Regions from separate parts of the Mus musculus genome. Here regions 2 and 3 are each linked to region 1. A link is a contact called in public HiChIP or PLAC-seq and promoter capture Hi-C data. All regions are on one chromosome and are shown on one strand. Each heading gives the region's core, a stretch centred on a gene start, on an enhancer-like site or on the middle of the called end of the contact. The rest is flanking DNA. Distances are from core to core; before and after follow the strand shown.

Region 1 (4,822 bases), core at 1,388-3,887:
GTGTGCTAGCATTCCTTCTAGGCTCCACCCCAGCTATCTGGCAACAGCCTGGTATGCCCAACTCACTATTAAAAAGGCTGTTTGCCCCCTCCTCATTCTCTTATCTTCTTCTTCTCTGCCCCTTCTTCCTCTCTCCCCATGTCCCTCCCTCGCTCTCTCCACATGTTCCTGGATGGCCTCTTTCCCTCTCCTCTTTCTCTTCCATTCTCTTCCTCTACTCCCTCAACTCCCCTCTCCATGCCCTAAATAAACTCTATTCCATACTATATCCATATATATTATACTATAGCTGGTACCTCAGGGAGAAGGGATGACTCAGCATGGGCCCACAGAGGCACCCCCCTTCTACCTCACCATATAGATCCCTGGCCAAGAATATTCCTGGCTGGCTGGCTGGCTTTCTTTCTTTCTTCTTTCTTTTTTATAAAACACAACACTGGACGTTTTTTGTTTTTTTTCTTTTCTGTTGTGTAGCTCATTTTTGCTGTGTGACAAGTGTGACTTAGAGATTTAATATTAGCAATTAGGATTGCAGTGTAATAAAAGAACCTTGATTTGGGATAGATTTCAATTGGTCATAGATATAATCCCAGTACTCAAGAGGGCTGAGGCAGAATAACTACTTCAAGTTGGAAGCTAACCTGAGCTAAGCTATATAGTGCATTTTAGGCCAGCCTAGGCTAGAAGTATTTGAGATTGCCTCAAAAATCAAACCAACCAACCAACAACAACAAAAAAAAAATCAATTAACTTAGGTTATTTAGGTTGTGAGATTTGCACAACTGATGAAGTGCTTGCCACACAAGCACTAGGAACTGAGTTCCTAACCAGTGCTGGTGAAACAGACACAAGAGGATCCCTGGAGCTGGCTGGCTAGCCAGCCTAGCAGAATTTAAGAGCTCCAAATTCAGTGAGGGACACTGTCTCCCAAAATACAGTGGAGGATTACTGGGAAATGCCAACATCAATTTCTGGCCTCCACAGCATGCACACATATGCAACTGCATACTCACATAACTGCCTGCCTCTGCCTCTTGAGTGCTGGGATTAAGGGCATGCACCATGGCCTGGTCAAAACCTTTCATTAGAAAAATGACAGCTTCAATTTAGACATAAGGGAATGAAGAATCCAGTTTGATCTTTACCCCCAACTTGTGCTACAGTTACTTTATTTGAGATAAATTACAGAAAACTGTATCAAGATTGGGGAGGACTTTGCTATTGTTGAGGGTTTCCTTGAGGTTTCTTTGAACATTATTCATATTCAAGCCTCATTAGCTTGCTCTTTTTACAATGTTTTTAAGATTTTCAGCAATTTCCAAGAATGTAGAATGTTGGCTATAAAAAAACGTGTACACTATGTAACAATAATCTTTGTCTTCCTTTGGTCTCTGATATTTAAGCATTTTCAGGAGGAAAGTATGCCTGCTACCAGTTTTCCACTTCAAATGATAATTTACTTAGCATAAATGTTGGTTTGAAAAACACGTGGTATCACATATGGGACCCAAGGAATTTTTTCTTACAGTAACTAGATTTTAAACAAAGTTCTTTTCACAAAACAGTTTTCTTACCAAAATACTGAAACATGTATTGGGTTTTGTTTATGCCCTTCCCTCTCTTCTCAAAATGGGGGAACTTCTACTGATCTTTAAAATTGGACTCAAATGCCACTCCCTAGTGGAGGGCTGCTTTTTGAGATGAGATCTCACGTTAGCCCAGAAACACCTGGAACTCAATCTTTCAGCTTCTGCCACCCTTCGCAATCCCAAGACCAGAGGAGCGAGCAACTGCACTGAGGGGTTCTCAACAGGATTGTCTCAGATCAGCTCCTACAGCTCACTCACTAAGGGGAGTATGTTCTGTAGCAAGCATAAAGAGGATTATCCGTTCCTCTGTGGGTCTGAGTCCCGGGAGGGGAGAGTTTTGAGCGCCGGGGAGGTGACTTCCTCACTTTTCCATCTCTTTTAGAGCCTCCCATCAGGCACACGGTGGGTTCGGTGACACCGGAGTGCTACTTTGGCGAGCTTTTGCCCGCCAGAAACTCAACCCATTCAGCTGATTCTCCGCGTCCCAGAGGTGGCGCCACCGCAGGCGTGTCAGCTGGTGCACCGGTTCCCGCCAACAACAGAGGGTTTCAAACCAAGCAGAGCGTTGCAAACCAAGCGGCGGCCGCGGGGAAGCGGCGACCTCCGGACCACCGCCTGCCAACGCCTCGTGCTGCCCGTACCAGCTCGCGGACCCCGCGGAGGAAGGCGACCCGGGCGTTCGCCCTGCTGACAGAAACGCTCTCCTAGAAGAAGACTCCCAGGCACTGCTTTTACTGGCCCGGAGACGCCGTCCGGCTTTTGCCTAACGGTGACAGGAAGCGTGGAGTGAGGGTGTGCTCAGAGGTGTGGAGGTGGCCTGAGACTGCTCTTGGCTCACCGCGCAGAGAAGCGCTCGCGGGGAAGCTACGGGACAGCACTGCCAACCGAGACCGCGGAGACACTACTCAGGCTCTCAGTGCCCCGGTGACACGCCTACTGTGGGAGGAGCTCCGTCCTTCGCGCGAGAACTCGCTTCGCCTCACCTCTTCCTAATGCGAAGTCTCGCGAGAAGCAGCTAAGGAGCCGGCCTGCAACCTGCCGGGGCGGCTCTGGTAGGCGCAGCCGGTGGAGCGGCCGCCTCACACCTAGCACCGGAGGGGTCCGGTTCAGTGGGCGGAGGGAGCGGAGCGTCGCTCTCTCTTGGAGCTCTTCCCCAAGACCCTCGGTGGACGTCTCAGGGGCCAGCAGGTTGGAGCGGGCCGGGTGCGGGCGGCTGGGTTTGTAGTGGAAGCCGAGGGCGAGGCTAGCTGCTGTGAACCGGGCTCCGGGAGGCTGGCGGCGGCTCCAGGAGCGTGGGGCGCGGTGCTCGGGGCTGCCCGCTTGAGCACCGGGTCCGGAGAGGCGGGGAAGGGAGCTGCTTTTTGGGTTAGGAGTCTGGAGGCCTTTTCCCAGGGGAAAAAAAGCTATTTTCTCACACCTCCTTTCCAGGGCAGAGTAACCCAGTGCCCCGCCCCTTTCCTGTCATCTTTGGGTCACCGCGGCGACAAACCGAAGAAGGCGCATCACAATAGGGCGGTGAGTAAGGCTCCCAGTTTGGGGATAAGGTGGTGGGGGAGTTGCCCTTTGGATGGAGGATGAGACACCTGTGATGTGCTGCTGTGTGCTTTTATTCTGTAACCGTTTCAACGAGGGTAAAGCTTGGTTTCCCACTCTAACTTGCCCAGAAAAGGTTCAGATTTATTCTCTGTGAGTCACAAGCCCTCTGACACCCCTGATTTTGGGGTATGGGCTGGAGGGGACCTGAGATTTCACTTAGTTTGTCAATGTGGGTTAGTGTGCTGTGCCTAACCTCGGTCTTTCCCGGGTTCCCATGTCTTTTTTTTTTTTTTTTTTTTTTTATCTCTTTAAAATTTTGAGTCTTAGCCTCTTATTGGTATTTGGAGTCCACGACCAGGCTATAAAAAAGTTTTCCACTTTGTGCATTTAGTATAGGAAATTATTTTATAGCCATGTAAGAGTCTGCACGCTTTTTATTTCAGCTAACAATCTGAATGAAGCAGTACAGTGTATTGATTGGCAGTTGGGTTTCTTTCTGTTCTTGCCTGCCTCCCACTCTTCTCTTGCCCCACCAGCCCAATTTGATCCAAACTTTTTAGAGAGGGGTTTAGGGATGAATTTTGAATGAAATAGACTGTAGAAATTGGATGGAAAGATAAAATAAGACATGTGAATGTAAAGACTGAACAAGTTTCTGCGCTGGAGAGTCCATCTAGAACTCAACCGTGGGCATTGAACCAAGGACTGATGCTGAATATTAAGCAGAAAGCAGTAGAAAGTACTTGGAAAATTACTAAATGGGAGGTAAAGATGAGTTAATATAGTTTTCGAGGACAGTTAATTTTGGAGATTTTAGGCTTAATCGTTTTTTCTAACACAGAGGTTAGTACTCAGCGCTTATTCTTATGGGTTGAGAAAAGGTAAGAAGGAAGCTTCAGGAACATGAGGGTGGTTAGGACCCAGAGCAACGGAGTTCAGAAAGTTCTGCGAGATGTTTTGCTTGTTAGACATTTTTTCACACTATTCAAACTTCCAGGTAGGCTTTTTACCTCCTGTATTATCCTCCCACAAGTCTGAATTTTGTTCTGTTCTTCACAAAGACTTGTGTATTTTTTTAAACATTAAATGAAATCACAAAGAACTGTGGTCTGCTTTGTGACCATTTACATTTAAATGGTCTCATGGAGTGTACAACTGAACTGGAGATACTCTGTCTCTCAGAGAGATAAGAATGAGTAAGTTTCACATGCCTTCAGGTACTAGGCAGATAATGAGCATGTCAGTGCGCTAGAGAGCTTCTCTCCTCTGAGCCGTATTCAGTCCGTCTGATTAATTGTATGAATGTGCAGTCAGTTGTCAGCCTTCTTAAAAGAATATAGGAACTCTAGAATTTTAAGTGCGACTTCCTGATATTTGAAATATTGACAAGTAAAACAAAGATACCTTCATGTGACCCAGCCAAACCCAGTTGTATTTTAACATAAAAGTATTTTAGAGCTATGTTTTATGTCTTGGTTTAGGAAGCTGTATATAGGTCAGAATTAATTTTATAACTAGAAACAAGCTTAAGTCAACTATGTCAGTTTGGAATTACAAATTTTTAGAAAGACTGTGAAAAAATGTCAGCTCTTAATAAAATAGTTTAGTGCCCTTTAAATATAGGGCTACAGATTAAACAGATAATTTCTAAAGTAGTCTCTCATTGTCTGTCTACACTTTTGTTTTTTTTGTAGTTT
Region 2 (4,822 bases), core at 1,423-3,922, 1.3 Mb before region 1:
TTTTTTTTTAAAAAAAGGACCAAGAGAGGAAATTAGGAAGGACTCAGAAGGCTCCAGTAGCATCCTGGACACTTCAAACCAAAAGCAATGGACCTTCTGCAAGCAACCTGCTGTGTTCTTGTCTTGTCATGGTGTTTCAGGCCTGGAGTCCATACCAGAGATGGCAGGAACGTTGTTCAGATCCTGTTGCTCAGATCCTGCACCTACATGCCCAGAACCCTATTTAGATCCCATGCCACTTAGATCTGGGACTGTCCAGACTGCAGGCAGGGAAGACATGTCAAGCAGCACTAAACACCAGGGGCTAATCTTACGGCAGTCAGCAGGTTAAACTAGGCAGGGGGACTAGAAGTTGGGGCAGGAGATGGTAGAGGTAGAGTTCTCACAAATTCCATTGGGAAGGCTCAGAGTTGCAGTAAGCCAGGACAGTGTGGAGAAGGGCAAAGAAAATTGGTGACTCTTTCTGGCATTCCATGTGTTGTTTGTCTTTCATGCTGCCAGGGATTGGGGTGGGGGGGGGGGGACGGTGGATCAGGGTGTAGGTCAACATATTGCTTTTCTTTGGAACCAGGCCAGAGTTGGTCTCTTTCAGGGCTAGGAGCACATGGGCCCTGTAACAATGTAACATGGGACCCTGTAACAATGTGTACACATCTATGAATGCCCCGACCTACCTCAGACTCTGTGCTACCTGTCCCAGACCCCTTCTACCCCAACAACTTTTCCTTGTAAGTGTGGAATGAAGGCTCCTTGACAGTTGAAAGAGCAGCAAATGTTGGAAGCTGTTAAAGCTTCCTGAAATTCTAGTCCATCCTCTGGCACCACACTTACCAGTCCTACCTCAGCAGGTTCAGCGATGTTGATGTTTCCCCATCAGTGCAATCCAAATCCCTTCTACATCTCCTCATTTCTTTTCCCAAGAGTTTTCAGGAGAAACAACATTGTAATGTGTCTAACAACTATGAGCCCCTCTGGTGGTACTGGAAGCTCTGTGGGAGGCTAGGACTCACGTTTAGTTCCTTGGACTGCTGGCCACTGTCTCTCGACCTCTCTGGAATAAGTCCTCCTACATGTGGGGGTCAGATGGGGAGGAGACTTACCGGGAGCCCTTAGTCTCTTGCTCCTCCTGTTCCAGCTTCCTGGCCTTCATCTGCTCATAGTCCTGCATCAGTGCAGCAAGCAAGAGATGTTTTTCCTGGTCGCCGAGGGTGCCCAGGTCTAGGCTGCTCTCCAAAGCGGACCTGTGGAGGTAGCAAAGCCAGTGCAGGTTCTGATTCCCTGCCTATCTCCTCCCCAAATAAGAAACCAAGCTTCCTAGCCCTTGCTTCTTCCCTAGGGGCGTAGCGGTCTGGTCATTAGGCCAGTTCCCACATGAGGGCGCTGAATTACCAATAACCAAGTAGGGCTACAGAGCCGCAGAGTTGACACACCCCAGGGGCAGCCGGAGGAGAGCCAGACTGCACTTCTGATTCAGGTTAATTTACCTGAAAGGGGCAGCCTGGAGGCTGCTGGCCAGGCACAGGACCCATATGCTGCTGAGAGCCAGAAAAGGAAAGAACTTCCAAAAGTCCATGATGTCTCTGTAAGAAGAGAAGAATGGTCCAATTGCTCAGGACTATAGACCCAGGTTCTATTTCTCCTACCACACTGCAGCTCTCAAAACGTGCAGTAGATGCAGTGTGGTGAGTGGCTTGATAGAGCAGAAACGAGTGGGGGAGAGTAGATGTGGTTTGCAGTTTCTGCTCGGTTTAAGAACAAGGAGGAGCTACCGGCACTCATTTGCCCCCAGCTTGCAGGAGAACACACGTGCCGCGCCCCTTTGGCTCTCATCTGTGAAGAAACCAAAAACCACCCAGAGATCCCTGCGCCTTGCTGTCCCGCTGCTAAGGATTTCTAACAGGTTGAAATTATTATAATCACCCTTTCTGAGAGGTTGCCCTGGGGAAGAAAGTTAACTTGGAACTAATCCCCCTCTCTCCATCTGCAGAGTTGGGAGATTTTTTTTTTTAAACTACCTCAGAACCGCAGATGAGGACTCCTCCTCCCCACAGCGAAGCGAGACCCACCTGCTTGCTGATAACCCCAGGAGGCTAAAGGCTGGAAACATCTGAGAGAAAAGATCAGTGCTCCCCAATCCCGAATCCAAGGAACTCTTTAACCTAAAACTGGTTAGGATGCGGCAAGACCACCTTCCCTCAAGGAGGGGGCACAGACGCGCCTAGATAGGGTCGCCCAGCTTCCAGTGCTGCTGAGTAGTCGTAGGGGTCCCACTTACTTTAGTTAAAAGAAAATGTCAAGACTGTACTTTCTGACAATGGCTGCAGGAAGGCGGAAATGTATGTGGAATGATAAGGAACCAGGACAGCAAAGGGATCCAAGTAGAGTGGGGTGTGGTGGCTTGCGCCTGTAATCCGCATCCTTAGGATGCTGAGAAAGGAGAACCTTAGCGTTTGAGACGAACCAACTTGAGCTATATAGTGGGTGCCAGGCCAACTTAGACTACAGTGTGAAATACTGCATTAAAAAGAGCAACCAAAAGGAAACAAACTAAAGGAGAGAGAGCTGTAGGCGTTGAGAAGTTAAGTTTCTCACCTGCTAGCCCGTGTTGGAACAGCGAGAGTGAAGTGTCCACTGCAGAAGAGCACACACACACGGCTGTAGGCGTCTTGTCCCCAGAGCCGTGGTCTCTTATTCTCGATCTTGAGGGTGTGGGGGGTCCGCAGTAGCTCTTCCACCAATCAGAGCTCTGACCGAGCTTCCATAACGTCATAGCTGGAGCTACTTACACTTCTGCAGGAGGGAGGCAGCAGTCCACTCCCTGTCTTTGAGGTCATTGCTGAGGAACCGGGTAGGAGTGGGAGTGGGGGTGGGGTAAGGATACAGAGAGGGTGAATTCGTCCAGAATGTGAGCAAACCTGAGTTTGACATCACGACCTCTTTAATACCTGAACTCCAGCCTACAACCTTTTGCTGCCCACTCCAATGGGGACCTGAACCTCGTAGCTGGACTCCCACGCAGGCTGAGTAGCACTCCCAGGTTCTAAAAGGACTTCAGTAGATACATCCACGATGATGACTGTCACAGGAAGAAGCGGGTCCTTGGATACATTAGGGTACTTCTGTCATACCTGTCCCAAATGGGCACTCTAGCAGTGCGTGCTTCCCATCACCTAATAAGGATAGAAACTAGAGAGTATTGTGGAGCAGCAGGCTAACAGACTGCACAGGGAACTGGGCTTTCTCCTCCTGTACCAGACCTTCCAAATCCTGCGCTATGGTTTTTACATCCCTCCCCCGCCCCCATTCAAATCCCCAGACCTCACACTGCTGTAGCAGTGTAGATTAAAGCACTTCCAAGCATCCCTGGCGGGTTTGCCTAGCAGGAGGCTGGCGCTCAGATGGCAGTTCCCTTCCCCTCCCCTGCATCTCCACCACCCCACTCTGCAGAGCTTGAGAGCTGAGCCAGGGTCCTGCACAGGCCACCTGAGCAACCCAGGGGTCAGCAGGGAACTTTCACACTCACTCAGCTGCTGGTTAAGCATCCATAGGTTCAGGCATCCGACAGCTGGCAGGTGACCTTTGGCATTAACACACCGTGTCACTGAGGAATACTCGGTTCACTTGCCTTCAGCAGAAGACTGTGTGCACGCACTAACCCAAATCAGTTGAGCTTTGGCCAAAAATAATCTCACATTTCTGCTTTCAGAATCAGGCATGAATTATGTGCACTGGGATAGGCACATCACCACTCTGGCCTAACCATGGGCATCACAAGTGCCCACCCAAGAAAAAGAACTGAGTATCTCCTGTTTTCCACGTCGCCCATTCTTCCAGGTGTGAGGAGAAGATACGCGGTGCTCAGCTACTAGAAAGTGAACTGACATCATTCCCAAGGCTTCAGGCTTTCCCTCTCCGCTGCTTGGTTGCAGCACAAGGACTCTCCAAGTGCCCAGCTTGCTGGGGGTTCCAGTAATGTGTGGAAAAGGCTATACCTGTGGCTTGGGAGATCCACACCTGGCCCTCAGTTTCTGAGAATCAGAAAGGAACTCAGTGTGTTTACTCAGGTCCTCTGAGTCACTTTTCTGATTCAGGTCCTAGTTGTTGGAGCAAGGGCAGATGATACCACCCTCCCTCAATTAAAAAAAAAACCCCAACTGGGAAACTCCCGCTGGCCTCCAGTCCTCAATGTGGTGAGGAGGATGGGAGGCAGTTTCCCCAGGAACCTAGATGTAGATCAAAGTTGCCCCCAGCAGAGGCATAGGATGGCTTTGTAATGATTTTTTTTTTGGTAATTGGTAGGGCACCCAACCAATGCTCTCTAGAGGAATTTCTTCATGAAAACAAGGTCCTTCTCCATCTAGATTGTGAGTTCACTTTTGGATGGAAGGAAAATCATGGGAATGACCTTTTTTGGTTTGAGGGTCTTCTCTCCAAAAGTCCTACAAATAATAGGGTGACATCTGTGTCCCTCTTCTGGATTTGGGACTTGAAAAGTGCCTGTAGAATGTAAAGGTGAATCTGTGAGGTGAAAAGTACCCGAATCCCCATACTTCTGTCACTGTCATTGGGGTCTGGCAAAGCTGTGATGTAGTAATTGCAAGCATCATTTTCCATGGGCACTCGGCCATCATTAAAAGGGAGAGAGTAGATGAAGATAGCCCCACTTCCAGCTTTCCAGTCTGACCCAGCCATCAGTAACATGCATGAGGAAGCAAGAAGTAAGAAGAGGGATAAAGCAGGAATCTTGATACGGTCTGCTGAGAAAACCTCAGAATATTTATTTATTTATTTGGGAGAACACAGAACCTTGAGAGTAGACCAT
Region 3 (4,822 bases), core at 1,000-3,499, 1.0 Mb before region 1:
AAATCTAATCAGACCCTAACACTAACACTTTTTTAGCCCTAGTTCTTCTGTCTGCCTGAACACATGTCTGTCTAATCCAATGTTAATGTTACCCAACCAAACACAGTTCTTGGAAAGATCTGACACAATAAATGTAAAGGGTTTGCCCTCGGTAAATGCTCAATAGAGCAGCTATACTTAAAGGATCTCTTGGTAGTATAGACCAGGTGGATCTCCCAACGCAATACAAATACAAGTTCATCCCCTCGTGATGATTTCAAATGCCTTTAAAAACAAAATATGAAAGCCTATGGGGGTTGGGGGAGGAAATGTTTTGGCCATCTTTCCACACATTACTAAGTTTAAAGGTTAAATTGCTAAAACTTTCTCCTAATTATGCAAGAAATACAAAGCCCAAATAACAAAGCCCATGAGTTAGTCTGTAGTCTGTAAAAAACAGTTTTAATTGTATTAGTATAGACTGCTGTCTATTAATCTAAACCAAGTCTAAATTCCAAGGCTCATTTCTGTTCTTTGAACTATGAAAACACTCATTTGTCCTCCCACATCACCACTTGCAATGAGCCCGAACTGTCAAAAAAAAATCTGCATACACACTTTTATTCTAAAGGCAGCTTGTCAACTCCGGGCAAGCATCCTCATGTTAATAGCAAACGGATAAACTGTACCCAAATGCTATATGTAGGAGCTTAGTGTGTCCAAAGTGGAAGCAGTGAAATCTACTAAACCTCAAGTCGGTCACCTCATTCTTGAAAACTCTCCTCCTATGTAGAAGCTAAGTCAGAGAGTGAATGATTTCATTCTCACTCACTGGGAAAAAGCCACTCACTGGCTTCTGCGTTTTTTGACGAGCCCCTCATACTGGGGCAGCCTTTCCAGCGCAGACCACAGGTTGCTGCCCCTTGCTTTCCTCTGAGCGAGCCCACGCGCTTTCGCAGCTGCGCTCCTGCGCCGGGGACACGCAAGCGGTCCACCCGCGCTCCGCTTTCTCCTCCACCCCGCGCTCCTCTTCCCAGACCATGCCCGCCCAAGAACCCTACCTGTTCTCGGGAAATACAAGGCAACGACGGTCTCCTGAACATCTTGCCACTGCCATAGTAACCGGCTGCGCTTTCTCCCAGCGACACGCAGCTGGACCTCCTCCGGGGTCTGATCACAGGCACTTTTTCCTCCGCGGTACTCGCCGAGCGCGGCGGAGGGGAGGCTCCCCGGACGTGAAAGAAGTGGTCCAAGCCCAGGGCTAGCAGGCATCCCGCGCCCCCGACCAGGCACGACAGCAGAGGCCTGAGCGCGGGCGGCAGAGCCCCGAGGCCGGAGAAGGACACCCACCACACCAGGCCGGCGAAGAGCAGCACCAGGACGCCGTGCCGCAGCCTCACGCGGGGCGCGAGCGTCAGCAGCCCCACGCAGCTCAGCACCAGGCAGAGCCGGCCCGCCGCCGCCGGCTCCCCACGCAGCCACGACCACCACTGCCACGCCGCGAAGTCGCCCAGGTAGCAGCAGGCGGGCAGCGCCAGCAGCCACCAGGAGCCGGCGCCGCGGCCCGGGCCGCGCTGCGCGCGCGTCAGGAAACAGGTGAGGAAGAAGAAGGCACAGGCGATGCTGAAGAGCGGGCTGAGGCTGAGCGAGCAGGCGCTCAGCAGCGTCCGGAGCCCGGCTGCCGCGGCCGCCCAGCGCTCGGGCCTCGCGCCCAGCAGCGCGGCCAGGACAAAGGCGGCCAGGACGCCGAGCGAGAGGCGTGCCCCGGCGCGGAGCGAGGCCGCCGGCGGCTCCACGTTGCAGAAGCGGCAGAGGTGGAAGAAGAAGCTGCGCGGAGGGTCCTGCCGCAGCGGGCTCACGCAGCTCTTCACGTAGCCGTTGCGCAGGCTCTCGGGGGGCGAGGCGGCCGAGGCTGGCGGCGGCGGCGGGGACCTCATGGCTGGCGCGTCCCGCTCGCGCTCGTCTTTCCTCATGGCCCCGGGCCGCCGGGGGGCCGCTGGCGCTTGCCGACCCCGCGCCGCCCTCCGCGTTCTGGGCGCCCCGAGCTTCGCAGAGCGGTCACGGCTGCGCCCGCCGCCGCCACCGGCCGGGATCCCCGGCGCGCGGGCTGAGGGGCGGCGGCGTCCGCCTCATGCCGGCCACTGAGAGCGGCGAGAAGGGCTTCTTGGTGTCCCGGGACCGCCGCGGACGCCTCTTCCCTTTTCCCTCAAGCGCGGCTCGGGACGGGAGACGGCGGCGTCGCCTCCCAGCTCCCGCGCGCTGCAACAGTTACCTCACGGCCGCAGCCTGGTCCGTTGGGCGCGCGATCGGGCGCTCCTCCCCCGCGGCTGCCCCTGCCGGGCGCGCGCCCCGCCGGCGGCCCCGCGCGCTCCCGTAGCTCGGCCGGTCGCCACTGGGGCGGCCGCGGCCCGCGTCAGGATGCGCATCCGGGACCCCGCGGGGGAGCGCGCGCCCACGGCCCGGCTGGTCGCTCCAGTGAGACAGCCGTCGCGTCAGGCTGCCAGACTTGGACCCCTCGGGGAGCGCGCGCGGGCCACCGAGAGCTCCACTGCTGAAGTCGGAACCCCTACCCCCCGGACTGCCACAGAGCGGCGAGCTCTTTGGCAGATGGGAGGGACTGATCACAGTCCTGAGACGCCCCGAAGCACAGTCCCCTTTGAGGTAAGTCACATACAAGACCCACTCAGGTCACTGCGAGGTCTTGGGGAGACATGGACCCCAAGGGCAGTGCCTAGTGAGGTGAGAGCTCATGGTGTGCCCTCAGACTGTGAATGGAGACATGAAGCTGGAGGCTCAGCCAACACTGAGGCCAGACCAGAATGAAGAAACTCAACACTGTCAGTCACATCTGGCTTCCAGGGCAAGGGAGATTTGGGGCCCAGCAGCAGGCCTTGAATCCCTTCAGGGGCTCAAGGGAGGAGGACCCCTGGAGAGTGCACTCTGATAGCGAGCACGTCTTGCTGAAGAACCCTTTTCAGTGAGGCTAAGAACTAATATCCAGTCCTGTGATTAGCATCCTTGCCAGACATGCACTGTTTCACATAGACCTGCTGTCCCAAAGGTTCTTTCCAAGTGAGAGACTTGTTCTGTGCAACGGTGTGTTTTGTGGGGTGTGTTCTTTGGGGAAAGGAGGGAAGGGAGTCCCACAGTCCTAATACCACTATCAACTTGAATGGGGTTGGCCTTGAAAGAAGCCAATTATGTTTTCTGTGAAAGACCTGTGAAACTGGTACACTAGGAAAGACAAAAGTAGAAGTGATATTAGCAAAGACAGACGTAAAGGTTGGAGAAAAGAACTTTGCTGAATGAAAGGGATTGCCCTGGAATCCAACCAGTCATAACTGCCTTAGAAAGTGTAAACTGTTTCCCTCCACTGAAACTCCCTTCAACCTCATGACAGGCCTGCTTTTCTTAAAAAGCTAATTCCACATTTTTCCAGGGAGATGAGAAACCTTACTGTGTGGTAAATCCCACAAACAGACCTATTTTTCACCAATTAATCTAAGCCCATAGCCATGACCTAAAGCAGACCATTTTCATATATAGTCATAATTCACACACATAATAGAAATCACTGAAGAATTAACACAAGAATTTGACAAATGTGGGAAAAGACCAGAATTTCCTTGGCTTTTTTATGTGTTAGATAAAGAAAAAATATTTAATGGAGTGTTCAAATGGTTACCCAAATGTCCTAAATGATAAAAATTCACTGAATCTTTTTTTCCACTAGACATGAAAAGAGGAAACTCATTTTAGCTAAACTCAACAAGTATCTTTTAAATCCTGTACATAAAATCATCACAGACCACACACCCCCCAAACACACACACAGAATCAATTGAAGACTAAATAGGAAACTTGACCTACATATTTTGAGTTCATATAGAAGGGCATGACAAAACAAGCATCACCATTACTAAAATACCATTTTAGGTCATTGTTTTAAAATAAAAACTTATAAAACAAGTTAAAGTTATTGTATTGTTATTTTTAAATCTGAGCTTGTCATCTGAGATAAAATAGACATGTTAATGAAAAGATTAGTGGGCTAGACTATTAGTGGTTTTAAAAAGCTACAGTGTCTGTATGCCAAAACCATAGAGGTATCTTTAGGATTCATTTTTCAAATTGATACAAGCAACTTTTGAATTATTTGTGCACCCCCACAAAGTAACCAAAATTTCATTGTTCATAAATGAAGAGGACTGTACAAAGGATTATTGCCTGGAAAATAGAATTCAAAGCCACTTTTATAAATCTGCTTTGCTTAGCAGTTCTTTAAACATCTTTTAGCTGTTGTCAAGATTTTTGTAGGTCTAAAAGTCTGACTTTCTCAAAAGCCCATAGACAGAACACATCCCTCTGTACACCAACCCAGGGCCTGAGGATTCTGAAATAAAATGTAAGGATTGTGACAAGACAATCAGAAGTTTACTTAACAAAAAGAATGAGCTAGCTATGTTTATAATAACTCCCTTCTCTATTTATAGTCTCTGTCAAAGATTACTAGGCTGCATTTCTTAGAGGGCAAATTAATTATTCTTCTACCAAACTTAAACAACTAATAGATTTCCTTAGTTCTCATCTTCAAGTTCAAGAACATATGACTGTTATATGTTGTGACAGAGACCTAATATATACACTTAACTTCTCTTAGCACTCTATCCCAGCCTTATTTTACCCAAGTTGGCCTTGATTCTTGTCTCTATCTTCCCTTTTAAGTTTAATCAATGGCATGGAATCCTGGTGCTTACTGCTCATTCTGAAGCAATGCATCCCCCTACCATATTATATTTTTTTAATAACGGGGTCTTTGTCAAGTTCCAAATACCCAGAGTTG

What was found. Promoter capture Hi-C pulls out the DNA fragments that hold promoters and counts their contacts. HiChIP or PLAC-seq counts read pairs in DNA pulled down with a chosen protein or histone mark.
Region 2: a promoter capture Hi-C map of liver shows a contact between it and region 1, with 3 times the contacts expected there. The contact joins the promoter of Calcb here to the promoter of Btbd10 in region 1. A contact is called at or near these places in 2 of 39 promoter capture datasets (liver and pre-B cells).
Region 3: an H3K27ac HiChIP or PLAC-seq map of microglia shows a contact between it and region 1, with 10 times the contacts expected there. The contact joins the promoter of Pde3b here to the promoter of Btbd10 in region 1. A contact is called at or near these places in 3 of 39 promoter capture datasets (cranial neural crest, embryonic stem cells and pre-B cells) and 1 of 115 datasets of contacts at active chromatin or transcription factors (microglia).

What each region holds. Positions count from the first base shown.
Region 1 is chr7:113,367,154-113,371,975 of GRCm38.p6, reverse strand. Btbd10 (BTB (POZ) domain containing 10) reads left to right here and starts at 2,637. Exons shown (of 11, transcript NM_133700.2): 1 at 2,637-2,777; 2 at 3,018-3,104.
Region 2 is chr7:114,716,493-114,721,314 of GRCm38.p6, reverse strand. Calcb (calcitonin-related polypeptide, beta) reads right to left here and starts at 2,672. Exons shown (of 5, transcript NM_054084.2): 1 at 2,593-2,672; 2 at 1,485-1,580; 3 at 1,101-1,241. The coding sequence starts at 1,573.
Region 3 is chr7:114,412,681-114,417,502 of GRCm38.p6, reverse strand. It overlaps Pde3b (phosphodiesterase 3B, cGMP-inhibited), which reads right to left and starts at 2,249. Exons shown (of 16, transcript NM_011055.2): 1 at 1,041-2,249. The coding sequence starts at 1,952. It overlaps 4933406I18Rik (RIKEN cDNA 4933406I18 gene), which reads left to right and starts at 2,342. Exons shown (of 4, transcript NR_029437.1): 1 at 2,342-2,640.